Regions from separate parts of the Mus musculus genome. Here regions 1 and 3 are each linked to region 2. Evidence: chromatin contacts called from public Hi-C and HiChIP or PLAC-seq data. All regions are on one chromosome and are shown on one strand. Each heading gives the region's core, a stretch centred on a gene start, on an enhancer-like site or on the middle of the called end of the contact. The rest is flanking DNA. Distances are from core to core; before and after follow the strand shown. Region 1 holds the start of Osbpl9 (oxysterol binding protein-like 9). Region 2 holds the start of Gpx7 (glutathione peroxidase 7). Region 3 holds the start of Magoh (mago homolog, exon junction complex core component).

What was found. A called contact is a pair of places that touch in the nucleus more often than the background predicts. HiChIP or PLAC-seq counts read pairs in DNA pulled down with a chosen protein or histone mark.
Region 1: a contact with region 2 is called in an H3K4me3 HiChIP or PLAC-seq map of bone marrow-derived macrophages, with 4 times the contacts expected there. The contact joins the promoter of Osbpl9 here to the promoter of Gpx7 in region 2. A contact is called at or near these places in 2 of 39 promoter capture datasets (both in liver) and 1 of 115 datasets of contacts at active chromatin or transcription factors (bone marrow-derived macrophages).
Region 3: a Hi-C map of uterus shows a contact between it and region 2, with 8 times the contacts expected there. The contact joins the promoter of Magoh here to the promoter of Gpx7 in region 2. A contact is called at or near these places in 1 of 484 Hi-C or Micro-C datasets (uterus) and 3 of 115 datasets of contacts at active chromatin or transcription factors (bone marrow-derived macrophages, embryonic stem cells and stem cell-derived neural progenitor cells).

Annotation. Positions count from the first base shown.
Region 1 is chr4:109,199,387-109,203,923 of GRCm38.p6, reverse strand. Osbpl9 (oxysterol binding protein-like 9) reads left to right here and starts at 1,652. Exons shown (of 24, transcript NM_001368727.1): 1 at 1,652-1,819. The coding sequence starts at 1,709. It overlaps Gm46867 (a long non-coding RNA gene), which reads right to left and starts at 1,731. Exons shown (of 3, transcript XR_001784406.1): 1 at 1,675-1,731.
Region 2 is chr4:108,405,014-108,409,666 of GRCm38.p6, reverse strand. It overlaps Gpx7 (glutathione peroxidase 7), which reads left to right and starts at 2,954. Exons shown (of 3, transcript NM_024198.3): 1 at 2,954-3,124. The coding sequence starts at 2,990. Gm32297 (a long non-coding RNA gene) reads right to left here. Exons shown (of 6, transcript XR_003955247.1): 5 at 3,881-4,092; 6 at 3,120-3,551.
Region 3 is chr4:107,876,834-107,881,619 of GRCm38.p6, reverse strand. It overlaps Magoh (mago homolog, exon junction complex core component), which reads right to left and starts at 1,865. Exons shown (of 5, transcript NM_001282737.1): 1 at 1,675-1,865; 2 at 669-727. The coding sequence starts at 1,762. It overlaps Lrp8 (low density lipoprotein receptor-related protein 8, apolipoprotein e receptor), which reads right to left. Exons shown (of 20, transcript NM_053073.3): 20 at 4,780-4,786.

The sequences.
Region 1 (4,537 bases), core at 403-2,902, 800 kb before region 2:
ATTTTTGCTTAACTGGATGATATGAAGTGGGAAGATCCACCTCTAGTCTGAGCCACACTTTCTCCTGGAAACCTATAAATAGGGCATCAAGAAGGACGCTTTCTCCTTTTCTGCCTACGTCTCTCACTTTTGCTAGCAAGTCCATTACTTCACTGGCATTAGGGCCTATTCTTTCCAGATTTTGGCATACACAGAAGACTAGCTAGCTGAGACATCCAATTACTAGTTTCTTGGATTTTCTATGCATAGGCAGCCATTGTTGTCTTTGCTTAATCACATCCTGTAATAAATCCCACTCTGTGTGTGTGTGTATATCTATCGATCTCTCTATATATACACAAATATATTCATTCTGTAAGTATTTTTACTCTAAAGATCCCTGACTAATATAGCAGGGGTAGAATGTTCTCCTGGCATGCACAAAGCCCTAGATTTTTCTCTACAGTAAAACAACAAAACAAAACAAGAAGTATATGAGTTCTTTTTGCCTGCATGCATATCTGTGTACTACATACATGTCTGGGGCCAGGGAGGCCAAAAGAGGATCACTGGGTTCTTCTTCCCCTTCTTTTTCTAGATTTATTTATTTATTTTATGTATGTGAGTACACAGTTGGTCTTCAGACACACCAGAAGAGGGAATCAGATCTCATTACAAATGGTTGTGAGCCACCCTGTGGTTGCTGGGAATTGAACTCAGGACCTCTGCAAGAGCAGTCAGTGCTTACCCGATGATGAGCCATCTCTCCAGCTTTCCCAATCACTAGGTTCTTAAATATAGAATTCTTTGGCCAGGTGTGGTGGCTCTCACCTTTAACCCAAGCCCAGAAGCAGACAGATCTCTGTGAGTTAGAGGACAGCCTGGTCTACCTATATATAGCAAATACCAGAACAGCCAAGGCTGCAAAAGAGACTCTGTCTCCAAAAAAAAAAAAAAAAAAAAAAAAAAACAAAAAACCCAACAAAACTTATGTTACAATTTAAAAAAAAGTTTTATGTAGCACCCACTACTCTCAAACTCATTATGTAGTCAAGGATTATCTTGAACTTACAAAAAAAAAATTTAGTTTTAGTTATATGTACTTTAGTGAGTATGTCTGAGTGGGGTGGGAATATTTGCTCCTAAGTGCTGGTACCCTCAGTTCTGATGGCCTGGAGTTACAGGCAGTTGTGTGCTCCCCTACCCTCCAGATCCTCTTGAAGATGTTTTTCTCTTATTCTCTCTGTCTGTCTGTCTCTCCCTCCCTCCCTTACACCCACCTCTAAACCCCCCTCCCCTCCGTCTCTCTGTCCCCCCACTCCCCTTTTCTCCTTCTCTCCTTTTTTTCTTTTCTTTTTTTTGTCAGTCTTACTTAGCTGAGTCTGGCTTTGAACTACCGATCCTCTGGTCTCCCAAGTGCTGGGATTACAGGTATCCACCTTCACGCCTGTTTTGGATAAATAATCTAAATATTCACGCTCGCTTTCTCAGTTTTCTGCCTCCATAACAGCCCGCCCTATACACAATAGGCGAAGAGAGAAAGAAACAAAGCATGCTTGACTAGGATTGCCAGGGGCGTGGGTCCACCAGCTGCACAGAGGAGCCGCACCTGGCCCCGCCCACTCACGCCCTGGTCCCGCCTAGGCTCTCGGAGACCCCGCCCCCTGCATGCCGAATGCCATATAGGCGACTGACGTCAGGCCGTTTGTTGTCATTGGCGGCTCCCAAGATGGCGTCCATCGTGGAAGGGCCGCTGAGCAAATGGACTAACGTGATGAAGGGATGGCAGTATCGTTGGTTCGTGCTGGACTACAATGCAGGGCTGCTCTCCTACTACACGGTGAGTGGCTGAGGCCGCGCTGCTGGGACGGCGAGCTACGCGGAGCCGGGGCGGGGGTGCTCCGCTGAGAGACCGCCGTACGCGAGGTTCCCTTGTGGAGGAGGGCTTTGCGTGCGGGTAGCCAATGACCAGAAGGGAGATGCGGACCCAGCCAGTGAGCAGCGCCGGCCGGCTGATTTATGGGCCGGGGGCGAGCCGGGTGTCTCAGGGAGTGGTTCTGTGACTAGGTAGGGTCTGCGCTGAGACGAGGTACGGGTGGGCGTAGTCCCGGTGTGGCAGGTCAGCCTAGCTGTCCACACTGTGCGTCTCTCCTGTCCCCAGCCCGGGCACTGGCCGCACCCCTTAGCTTCCCTCCAGGGCTCGAAGAGCGCTGCCTTCTCGGAGCAGTGGTCAGAGGAACCTGGCCAGGTCCAAAGGTGACCCGCGTCCACACCGTGGGCTCTGAAATCCCATCAGTCTGTCCAGCAAGGCTGTCCTACTGTGGGGATGCACCCCTCTTTCCAGCGGGGCACGAGTGTAACGGACTCCGTAACTTTTGAGAGCAGAGGATTCCCTCTGCGCGAGTCTTCTGGTTGCGGAGATGTAGAAAGAGATGGTGCAGTTGCCCTGAAAGTTGTGTTCTGGAGAGGACCGACTTCGCTGTTGTTGACGCGAGTTAGTGGCCCAGGGTAGGTAGATGAAATGCTGTGGAGCCTATGTTCTGACCGCCTCTTCCACCTCCTTCGCATTAGAAATGGAAGGTGGGCGGTGTTGGAGAAATTACTAACGGGGCCACTTTCTTTGAGCTGTATTGTTAATAATAGCCCGTGAGAAGAAGAAAAGCACCCAGAAGGACAAAATATAGAATGTCTTGAAGGCTTTAGAAAATGATAGAAGAAAAACGAAGAAATACGATTATGGGAGAAGAGTTAGTGTGGATGAGGGAAGTAGGGACACATAGTTATTCATTCATTTAAAAATATCATTGAGTTCCTGTCCTGCGGGTCTTCATTCCAGCAAGAATCGACAGCTGTGTAGACGCTGCCTCTCTTCTCGAGCTTTTAGTGTAGTCTAGTGGGCACCTTAATTCATTTACTCTTAATAAATTTGCAAGGTAGGTATTCATTATTCCCATTTAATGCTCCCATTTTACAGTTTTGGAATCTGAGACTCCAGGCTTTTAAGTAATTAGCTCAAGATCACATACACAGCTGTAAGTGGTGGAGTCAGGCTTCCCATTAAATTTCTCTTTTGCTACAGGAAGTAGAAAAGTACATGCTGTTAGGCAGGTCTGCCAAACTACAAGCGTTGGTCACCTTTATCATTCTTTGGATATGAACTTATGTTCTCTGTGTCTTTATTATTTTTATTTTTGATGGAGCCCAGGGCCTCGAAAATGCTAGGTCAACACTTTACCACTGACCCACATTCCTAGCCTCTCTTCTACGTAATTTTTAAAGGATCAAATTTTAATGAGACACAAACATATTGTTCAAAGCTGAATACAGTAGCTTGTATATGTAGCCTCTTAATTTTAAGGTCAAGCCAGGTCAGTGTACCTAAAGAGACCCTGTCTCAAAACAAAACAAACAACACCCCAAAACAAACAAAACCAAAAAACAACCCCCAACCAAATATATTAAAAAACAAAAAACACACACACATCATACTATGTCAGATGGAAAAGGAACAACTACACATTTTATCTTGAAAAACTGAAGAATTATGAAATCCCACGACTAAGATAAATAAAGAATAATATCAAATTTCACTAAATGTGATAATCAGCAAACTCTATGGATCCTAGCCAGCATATTCATGATGGAGTAATTAGTAGCACTGTAGAATTAAGTTACTCTTCAAATCCCAAAATTTGTGTGGTCTGAGTCTAGGGCCATCCTAGAGTTAAAATTCTAGGGAGCCCTTAGCCCAGATAAAAATATCCTTTTTCCTTGTTTTCTTTCTTTCCTGATTTTTTTTTTAAATCTTTTATGTCTTCTTGTCCTGTAGATTTAGAGAGTTTGAACTCCTTGTCCTTCTGACTAAATAGAAGTTTTTCATAGACGTCTTTCTTCTTCCTTAATACCTGCCTTCTGAGATTAGATTCTCTAAAGCATTATCTTTGTCAGAGGAAGAGGGGATCATATTTCTCAATGATGGCTGTTTTAAAACATTTCTCCTGTTGTTTACTTACAGGGAATTGTACTATCTTGTGAAGCTAGAGTGGTAATCACAAGGAGAGAGTAGGAGTCGGATTGAAGGTAGGCAGTGAGTTCTGTCACAGTTTGAGTGCATTAGCGTTCTGATGGGTCTATCTGTAATTTGCGTGTAGCTAATTTTTACAGCCACACCTTCTAGTAAGAATATCTGAACTGGTTGTGCCAAATTTTTTTTCTAATGCATTTAATTTTCAAAGAATAAAACACTCAGACAGTTTAAATACAAGCTCAGCAGAGTGACTCTCAGTCAGTCAGCGATGGTGCCATTGAGTGTTCTAGTTTCTTTTCCTCTTTTCCAAGAGGAAGAAGGCTCTGACACTTTCTCCATATTTAAATTTCTTATCCGCAATAGAATCTGCATTTCTTGTGGACGCAAGGACTTCTCTGCATCTGTGTCAGGAATTTCAAGTCCCAGTTCGTCCTCCATGACATCGACACTTGGTTCTTTATAAATTTACTGAGAGAGCTTTTCTGGGTCAGTCTCAACATAGAGTTTCAAGACAAACAGCCTGTGCTTCTT
Region 2 (4,653 bases), core at 1,705-4,204:
ACTGATTAACCCTTCCCCTGTGCTGTACCTAACAGGCAGAGTGTGGTTGCAGGTTGCAGTGATAACAGTAGTGTTAAAACCCCACTACCGGGTTGGTGAGATGACTCAGTGGGTAAGAGCAGCCAACTGCTCCTCCGAAGGTCAGGAGTTCAAATCTCAGCAACCACATGGTGGCTCACAACCATCCGTAATGAGATCTGACTCCCTCTTCTGAATGTCTGAAGACAGCTACAGTGTACTTACATATAATAAATAAATAAATAAATAAATAAACAAACAAGTTCATTGTGTGTGTTTGTGTGTCTGTCCTTTCTTCAGTCCCTTGCCACCTTGAGCCACCGGGGACAAGGCAACATGCAAGATGGTGACACCTCTTCCTTCCTGCCCTGTTCTCATTCTGTAAAGTGCTACAGGGTTTCTATTATATGTCTTAGTTTTTAGTCTTTTCTCCTCCTACAGGAATGTAAATTCAATATTTTTATTTTATTTTTTCACTATATTAAAAGCTCTTAAAATAGTTCTGCATTAGATACTCAAGAGTCTGATGAACAAATTGAGCATCTTAAATGGCCATGAATAACGTCTTTGAACTTTATTGTAGGAAAGAAGAGAGCTAGGGATCCCACAGCAAGCCTCCAACCCTTTCAAGTGCTCCTCTGAGATTTAGTGCGATTTGCCTCTGTCTTTGAGTCTTCCAGTTGTTAACTGTGCCACCCAGAAATAACTATGCTTCCTTAAAAACACCAGAACTATGTAGCAGGCTGAAAATAAAGTTAAGGATTATATTCTGTTGGCTAACGTCATCAGCCTCACATATCAATTCTAGCGTGAACACAGAGCAGAAGTCACCAGGAACTTTACAAAAAAATAAACATTTACTGAGTATCTTGTGTACGAAGAAAGGTCACAGGGAGGATCCAGACATGGGCTTTCCTTGGAGGGCAAGGCAGCTGTGGAAATGGACAACTATACATTACTGTCAGCTTCACTGCTTACGCTAACAAGACCATCTTAAGCCTCACGACGCCCAAAAGATAAGGAGGCAGAAGGGTAGGGAAGCTTGCTTAGGCCTTCACCTTGCCTGGAGCACCTTTGTCCTGTACCCCACCTCTACTGGCCAAGTAGTCTGCTCCTGCAGAGAGAAGCCATGTTGGTGGTGGAGAAAGATAGCATACTCTGAAATCTGAGGGCTGGGAGTTCAGATCATACCATGTCACCTTGTGTACAAACAACTCTGCTAGCCTTGTGATGTGGCACTCATAGCCTTTCCCCAGCTGGCCCTGAAGACTCCCCCAGGCTCATCTGCCTCACCCCTTCTTAATCCAAGCAGCCAACCCCTCCCCTCACTGCTCCCCCCCCCCGCCCCCCCCCCAAGCCTTCACTAAACCTGCCCAACTTTAACTCCCATTCCTCTCCCACTATGTTCTCTGCTGTGATCATCACCGGACCTTAAAGCTCCTCGGTCTCTTCTTTCCAGCATCTGCTCCTGCCTTTTCCTGTCTGAGTACCACAAAAAAGCCAGAGGGATCTATCTGCTATATGTGGGCCTCACTAAGATGCTTTAGCTAATAGTAACAAACAACAACAACAACAAAAAAAACCCAAAACTTTATTTCTTAGTTTAAGGCTTGTAATTTTTTTTAATACGATGTCTCCCTATTAAGTCACACACAGCTGGCCTGGTACTATATAGACCAGGTTGCCCACTAACTCAGAGATCTGCCCGCCTCTGTCCTCCAAATGCTGGGATTAAAGACATTGGCTATCATGTAGGGCAAGCCTGTAAACTTTATTGTGGCCCTCGGAGGCTGTGTGGCCTCACGACTACCTCCCCTCCCCCACCCCCAAGCGTACTTTCATGTCAGCCAAACTAGTCTTTGTTGCCCATTGTATCATGTTTCACTCTCCCAGGAGGCCTTGTACAACTTTCTGCTTTTACCTGAATAATTTCTATTCATTTGTCAAGAGTTCAGTTCAAACCTCCTTTCGTTTGCCCACACACAACCTCGACTTTATTAGGTGGTACTGTACCGGCCACAACTGTAGTTTTGGAGTTAACTGTAAAATTTTTAGTGTCCTATCTCCCTCTGAATAGGAAGCCCACATGTTTTCCCTCACTGCACGGGGGGTGGGGGTGGGGGGTGGGGGGTGGGGGGTGGGGGGCTAGAGCTGAACTTGGCATAGAACAGGTACTCCAAATGTGTGTTAACTCATACTAAGTCGCCACCGGATGCTTGGCCCTTTATGGGTGTCATAGACGTTTTTCTGCGCCTGGGAAACGCTGTAGCTTGCTATTGAGATCTCTTGTCACTAACTTGAGATTGCAGCTGCTACCCACGTTTGTGTCCACAAAGAGCTTTTAACTGTCAGCTGCTGGAGATACCGGGCCTTCTTGGCTCCTGCTGCACCTCCAGTAAGGAGGCAATAATCCAGTGACTGACTAGATAGGCAAGCTCTCCTAACCCCCATGCACTGCTGGAATCCAAACCGCAGCAGACTTGTCTCCCACACTTGTCTGACTTTGGGGAAACACTACATCCATTAACCTAAAGTTTGTACGCATCGTTCAGCTATCAAATTGTTTTCCAGCACTTTCCCGTTACAGTCCAGTACTCCCAATTCTACACTAGGTAATATTCCCGTAAAGAAACTGGGGCTCAGAGTGGTGGAGCGATCCGCCTAAGGCCAGGCACTAGAAGCTAATCCTCACAGATTTTTCTCCGCTATCTCCCTATTAAGTCTCTGCGCCCTGAGCTTGAGTTTGAGCGAATTTTGGTCTCAGCCTCAAGAAAACAGGATCCTGCGATCTGAAGCTAACCAGCGCAGAGCAGCTAGGGAAACTGAGGTCCAGAGCCGGGACTCTGCGCCTGCAGAGACGACTGAGAAGGGGGCGCGTCCTGCCCAGCGGGCCGCCTCCTCCCGCCCCACACGGCGGGGTCCCCTCCGCCTTGTCTTTGCCCTCGCCAAGTCGCCACCTCGGGAGTGAACCATGGTTGCAGCTGTGGCGACGGCGTGGCTGCTCCTGTGGGCCGCGGCCTGCGCGCAATCCGAGCAGGACTTCTACGACTTCAAGGCGGTCAACATCCGGGGCAAGCTGGTGTCGCTGGAGAAGTACCGTGGCTCGGTGAGTGACGATTCCTTGCGGGCCTGGCGCGGAGGGGAGGGAGGGGCTCCGTGGGGATGCTACTCTCGGGTGTGCCACAGCTCGGACACCACCCTGCTCATCCCAGCCGCGAGATCGGTGCAACCGGCGCTCCCAAACCCTTGCCCACTCAGGCCTGCGGCTACGTGGCACAGCTTAGGAGCCACCCGCGCTGACTGCGCTCTGCGAGGCTCAGGATCTCACCCGGAAGGTGAATGCCCTCCGCTCTCCGCTTTGCCTCTCCCAAGTGGAAAAGAAACCCTAGCCTTTATGGCCCTTTGCCGGTCCAGTCCAGCTTCTGCTCCTGTAACAGTGGGTCCAATGAGAACGCAGAGAGACAAATGTGCAGTGGAGGGAGTGACCATCAAAAATGGACCTTTTCATGATTCTTAGAATCCACCCTCAGGCCCTGAGAGCAAAGATACAACAGTGGAAAGCAATCCAAGTTGTAAGAGAACCCCCTATACACCCTTCCCATCCTTGATCCTCCTAAGACCCACCCCTTAGAGGGCAGTTGTGATGGAGTTGCTAATGGGCCTGCCCTACTCACTAGGCGAATCACAGTAAGAAGGAAGTGTGTCAGGATTGGGTCTTTTAAATAAAACTTGAGCAAGACAGATCAATCCAGACAGAGAGAGCTGGCCAAGTCCAGACACAGAAGCAAAACAACAAGAAAGGTCAGGGTGGACCAGGGATTTCAGCAGCGGGTACTTGAGAGATACAAACTGCTAGACTAACCGGTGTTAGATGAGGCTGACTGCCAGGGAGACTTTGAACTGTAAAGTTCAGAGACTCTGGTGCGATGAAGAATCTTCTCAAGAGAGGAGCATGGTAGCACACACCTTTAATCCCAGCATGCTGAAGGAAGAGAGTCTGTGAGTTCAAGACCAATTTAGTGTCTATCTACATTGGGCGATCCAGAAAGCCAGGGCTACATGGTGAGACCCTATCTTTAAAAAAAAAAAAAAAAAAAAAAAGGTAATTAATTAATTTTTAAAAATCCTTCAAAGAACCTTTTGTCTCTTGAGTTGGAGTTGGAGATCCTGGTGTGAAGACTGCTATTGAACACTAACTGACTTGTGACCCCATCATCCAGAGTTGGATGGTTCAGTAGGCTTTTCTTGCAAGCAAGAGTATCTTTAGGGGCAAAACTATTCTCAATAGCCTTGTTGTTCTCGATTACACTGAGAGTCCTTGCCCTGACCAGTGTGCTGTAAGTTTCAAGAGAGAAAACAGTGTAGAAACATTAGGTAAGCTTTAGGCGCTCTGTATGGATGACAGGTCTTGTCAATGACAGCATCCAAGACTCCAGACAAACGGCAGCAAAGAGCAAGGCCATTTACTAGTCAGGGAAGGCCTGTAATGAAGGTAGACAGATGGTGATTAAAACACGTTCATGTTTTAATCAAGTTTATAGGGAGAAGAGACAATAAATAAGGCACTGAAAACTGAACCAGCCAATCCCAATAGCAATGAGAGCTTTAAAAAAAGGCCGGGTGTGTGGTGCATGC
Region 3 (4,786 bases), core at 616-3,115, 530 kb after region 2:
CAGAATACTTTGTCACATGGGCTTTTTATAATCAGGATTAAACAACATATTGTTTGAACGAGGTTATTCACACTCTGAACCTAGATGGGTTTCCACAGTAAAAGGAGGCAAAATGATTTGCTCATCTATGAGTACGCTGCCACCCCCATCCCCCGCCTTCTTCCACTCCCCAGTGTGTGGATCAGGAGGGGGCTCTGAGGTGGGAGAGTAGTAGTAAATGTCTATGGTTTAGCTCTAAAGAGCGTAATTCGAGGTTGAGACTTTCCCCTGATCCGTTTCCTCTTCAGAAGCAAAGTCAATGCTGTCTTCATAGTCTATGTACTAGGGACTAATATATTTAATTCTATGATAACATTTGGGAGTCACAGGTAGGTTTTCTTATCCTTTGTTTTACAGATGAAAACACAGAGACCAAGTTCAGCCAGAGAACTTGTTTTGAGGTCACATGGTCAGTATGGGGCACACCGAGGGTACAAACCAAGACACACAGATTTCAAACACTTACTAGCTTTTGATTCAGCACTGGGGGGGGGGGGGGAGTGAATCAGAGAAATAATCTAGCTGCTTAGAAATAAGTGCTCGCTTCCTACACTTCATCTTTCATTACCAGAGAGAACATAAGCAATGGGAAACCAAAGGCTAAGTCGTAGTGAAGGAAAGGTCTGTACCTCTTTCCTGATCATGACGTCATTTTTGTAATTGCTGTTGTTGGCGTATCGCAATTTACCTTCGGAAGAAAAAAGAAAAAAAAAAAAGAATGCAACGTATTAGAAAACATGAACAAAGCACCATTACCCTCCAAAGAATATGAGCTTTGCCTAAATTATATCGAATGTTTCAACCCATTTCCCAGCTGTGATAGTAGTGTTTTTGGTACTTCACTTGAAACTACTGAACAACAGAAGAAGGACCTGACAGTAAACTAGAGTCCCGGGAAAAGGCTGCCATGATGTAGCAAAAGAACACGTTCTCAGCTGTAAACAGGAATTTTAATGCTATCTTAGCTGCACAGAGAAGAACATGCTGATGTTCAACTGGGTTGGGAAAGGACTTTGAAAACTAAGGAAGCTGTATGCAAGCAAGCACTACAAACACCTGTATAGCGAGGCTCTTGACTAACATCACCCCCTACTACTGTCTCTCAGTCACCCCAGTGACCACCTGGATATGTCTGGCTCTTTGAGGTCCTATGACACTTGCTACTCCTGTAGATGCTTTTCTTCCTGTACTTCAAAAATTGATCCCTTTTCAATTACGGCTTAATTCAAATTCACACTCCTCAGACTGCTCTTTAAAAGCGACCTTACTTTTTGATCACTCCACACTACAAGAGATCGCTGTGGTTTCTTCCGGCTCTGAAACACATGTTCCACGAGAGGGGAAAATTTATTTTTGTTGCTCTGTCCCCAGACTGGAAAACAAACAGCCCATTCTCAGATGGACATTAAATCTTTGTTGAATGTAAGCAACCTGGCTTTTTAAAAAGCTACGAAGGAGAATCGCCAGCGGATGAAGAGAAAGAACCAATGAAGCCGACAAAAGAATGCCTCTTTCACGACCCAACAGCACGGTGGTCGGCGTCCCTTGCTTCGCTTCGCCACATTCCGCAGCCCGCCTTCTCTCCGCCCTCCCCGGGGCCGGTCCCACTGCCCGCAGCCGGGAGGCCGCTCTTACCGTCAGGTCGGAATTCAAACTCCAGGAACTCATGACCGAACTTGCCTTTGTGGCCCACGTAGTAACGCAGGTAAAAGTCACTCTCCATGCCTCGCAAGGGACAAGGAGGACGGAACTTTAGGAACGGATGACACTACCACGGCCTGCGGTCTACGTCTTATACTGGCGTAATGGTGGCGCGCGGAAATGACGTCTGCCACCGCGACACTAAGAGTTTCTCACTCTCCGGAGGCGGGAACGAGATTACCACGCCCCCTCCCCTAGACGCTGGGTCAAGATCGCCACGCCCCCTTGGTTGTATATCGAGAGTTCTGGAAGATCTTGGGATCCGAGAACTGCATCTGGGTTTCAGCCCAACACTGAGCGCTAGAGTCCTGTCAGGCGCAACCTCAATTTAAAGAGACAAGTGAGTCGAACGAGGTTATTCACACTCTGAACCTAGATGGGTTTCCACAGTAAAAGGAGGCAAAATGATTTGCTCATCTATGAGTACGCTGCCACCCCCATCCCCCGCCTTCTTCCACTCCCCAGTGTGTAGATCAGGAGGTGGCTCTGAGGCGGGAGATTAGTAGTAAATGTCTAAAGAGCGTAATGAGAGTTTGAGACCAGTGGCTGCATACTAAGACCCTGTCCCGAAAAATAAAGTTGGCTTTACTTAGCTGTCTTTTAAGAATGACTCCTTTCCCATTCCACAATGTTGCCTGAAACTTGCCTGCATTTAGCTAACATCCCTTTCTGCTATTTCTTTATTTTACGTGTAGGCAGAGTACTGCTACCTGATCCAGACTGACCTGAAACCACAAACCCTCCTACCTCATCCTCACGAGGGTCACCACTCATGAACGAGTTGCCTTTCATTCTTCCCTTTCAAGCTAACATGTCTAGATAGGTGTTGTGGGTCGGTTAAATGAATGTTGGATCCCTACTAGGCTTTTTTGTCTTGTTTTGTTTTGTTTTTCGAGACAGGGTTTCTCTGTGTAGCCCCGGCTGTCCTGGAACTGACTCTGTAGACCAGGCTGGCCTCAAACTCAGAAATCCACCTGCCTCTGCCAAGTGCTGGGATTAAAGGTGTGCGCCACCACCGCCCGGCTCCTACTGGTCATCTTATTTAGCAGCGATTCTCAGCCCTAGCCACATGCTGACAGAATCCAGTTTCACTGAAGCCTCTAAAAAAATACCCAGGTGAGAACTGGGCATGGTGGCCAATGCCTTTGATCCCAGCACTTCAGAGGCAGAGTGGAGTAGACCTCTGTGAGTTTAAGCCTAGACTGCTCTTTGCATAGTGAGTTCCAGGCCAGTCAGGACTACCAAGTAAGATACACACACACAAACTGAAACAAAAACGAGGTGGGTCAAATGTGGAGACCACTACCCAAGAGGTTCATTTTCAAGAGCCAAAGTTGACCTCTGTGAAAGGTCAAATTTCTGGTGCGGGAATTTTAAGGTCAAGTAGGTGAAATACGGTAAATTCTAGTCATAGAAGATTGACACACGACAGGTGTGGTGGCACATGCCTTTAATCCCAGCACTCAGGAGGCAGAGGCAGGCGGATTTCTGAGTTCGAGGGCAACCTGGTCTACCGAGTGAGATCCAGGACAGCCAGAGAAACCCTGTCTCAAAAAAAAAGAATTGACACACATCGTTACCAGAGATGTCGTCTCACCACTCTCTGCCCTGCCACTGGTTTGTTTCTTGTTCTCTGAGACAGGGTCTGGCTGTGTAGCCCTGGCTGGCCTGAAACTCACTATATTGGCCAGACTGGGCTGGGGTACAGATATCCACCTGCCTTTGCAGGACTCTAGAGGAGTCCTGGTATTAAAGGCGTGTGCCACCACCTTGCCTGGCTCCTACTGCACTTTAGAAAGATCACTTTGGTTGTCATGTAAGCCGACTGGAAAATAGGAAGGCCAGAAGTGCAATTGTTATGGAGATAGGTAGTCGTTAAGGAAATCCATGAAGGTAGTACTGTGGTGGTGATGACCCATGTGTAGGTAGTGGCTGCAAACTGGAAAATGAGTGGATTTGAAGTGAAATACCTTAACATAAAGGGTAGGTGTAATGGCTATTCCTGGTTGTCAACTTGACTATATTCAAAATGAATTACAATCCAGAATTGGAAGGCTCACCTATGGTCCTGATCTTGAGGCTGGGAGATACAAGTTTCCGACCTGGTCTTGGCATGGAGATCATGAGGCATAGTGGCTATGAATCCCAGGAGATTAAGGCAAGGAGATCTGAGTTCAAGGTCATCTGCGACAAAGCAAGTCTTAGATCCAGGCATGGTGGTACACACCTTTAATCTAGGCCACACCTTCTGCTGGAGACCTACATAAGGACATTGGAAGAAGGAAGATTCACTCTTCTTCCCCTAGATCCAGGTGTGGTGGTACACACCTTTAATGTGGAGACCTACATAAGGACATTCTTCTTCTGCTTGCCTTGTGGGACTGAGCAACTGCTAAATCCTTGGAGTTGGACTACAGACAAACCAATCCGCTTACTATATAGAGACGAGGCATAAGTTCTCTGACTCTAGAGAACCCTGACTAACACAGTAGGCAAAGGAGACTAAGCTGTGGCCAAAGCTGTAAGGGAGAAACCAGGCATATGGAGCCATAGAAGCCAAAATAAGAGTATTCCAGGAAGAGTGGCCTAGTATAAAATACTGCTCCTAGGTCAAGGAAGAAAAGGACTGGAGTGTCTACAAGGAGGCCTTGGTAAAGTCACCTCAGGGGCATGAGAAAAGTGGCAGCTCAGAAAGACTGGGCTGCACGTGAACAAAAGTCATAATGGAAATACGGAGTTTTCTAACCCAGACAGACAAGACGTTACTTCCTGGGAGAGACACTACCTAAATTGAGTTCTTAACAAGCAGGAAGAAAATCTAGGCAGAGAATAGTCTGTTGTTCTTTAGGACTACCAAAAAGAACTCTGTGGCTTTGAGCTGTAACTTCACCCATGTCTTTATAAAACGGGAGTGGATAATACTGAGTACTTACTGCTAAGATCGAGATGTTTGTGCAAAACCTTTGGTATACATGAGGGGGTTAGCATGTGAGAGCTCACACCTCCCCACCACCATCAAATCACCACAAGGAAACAAAACAGATTT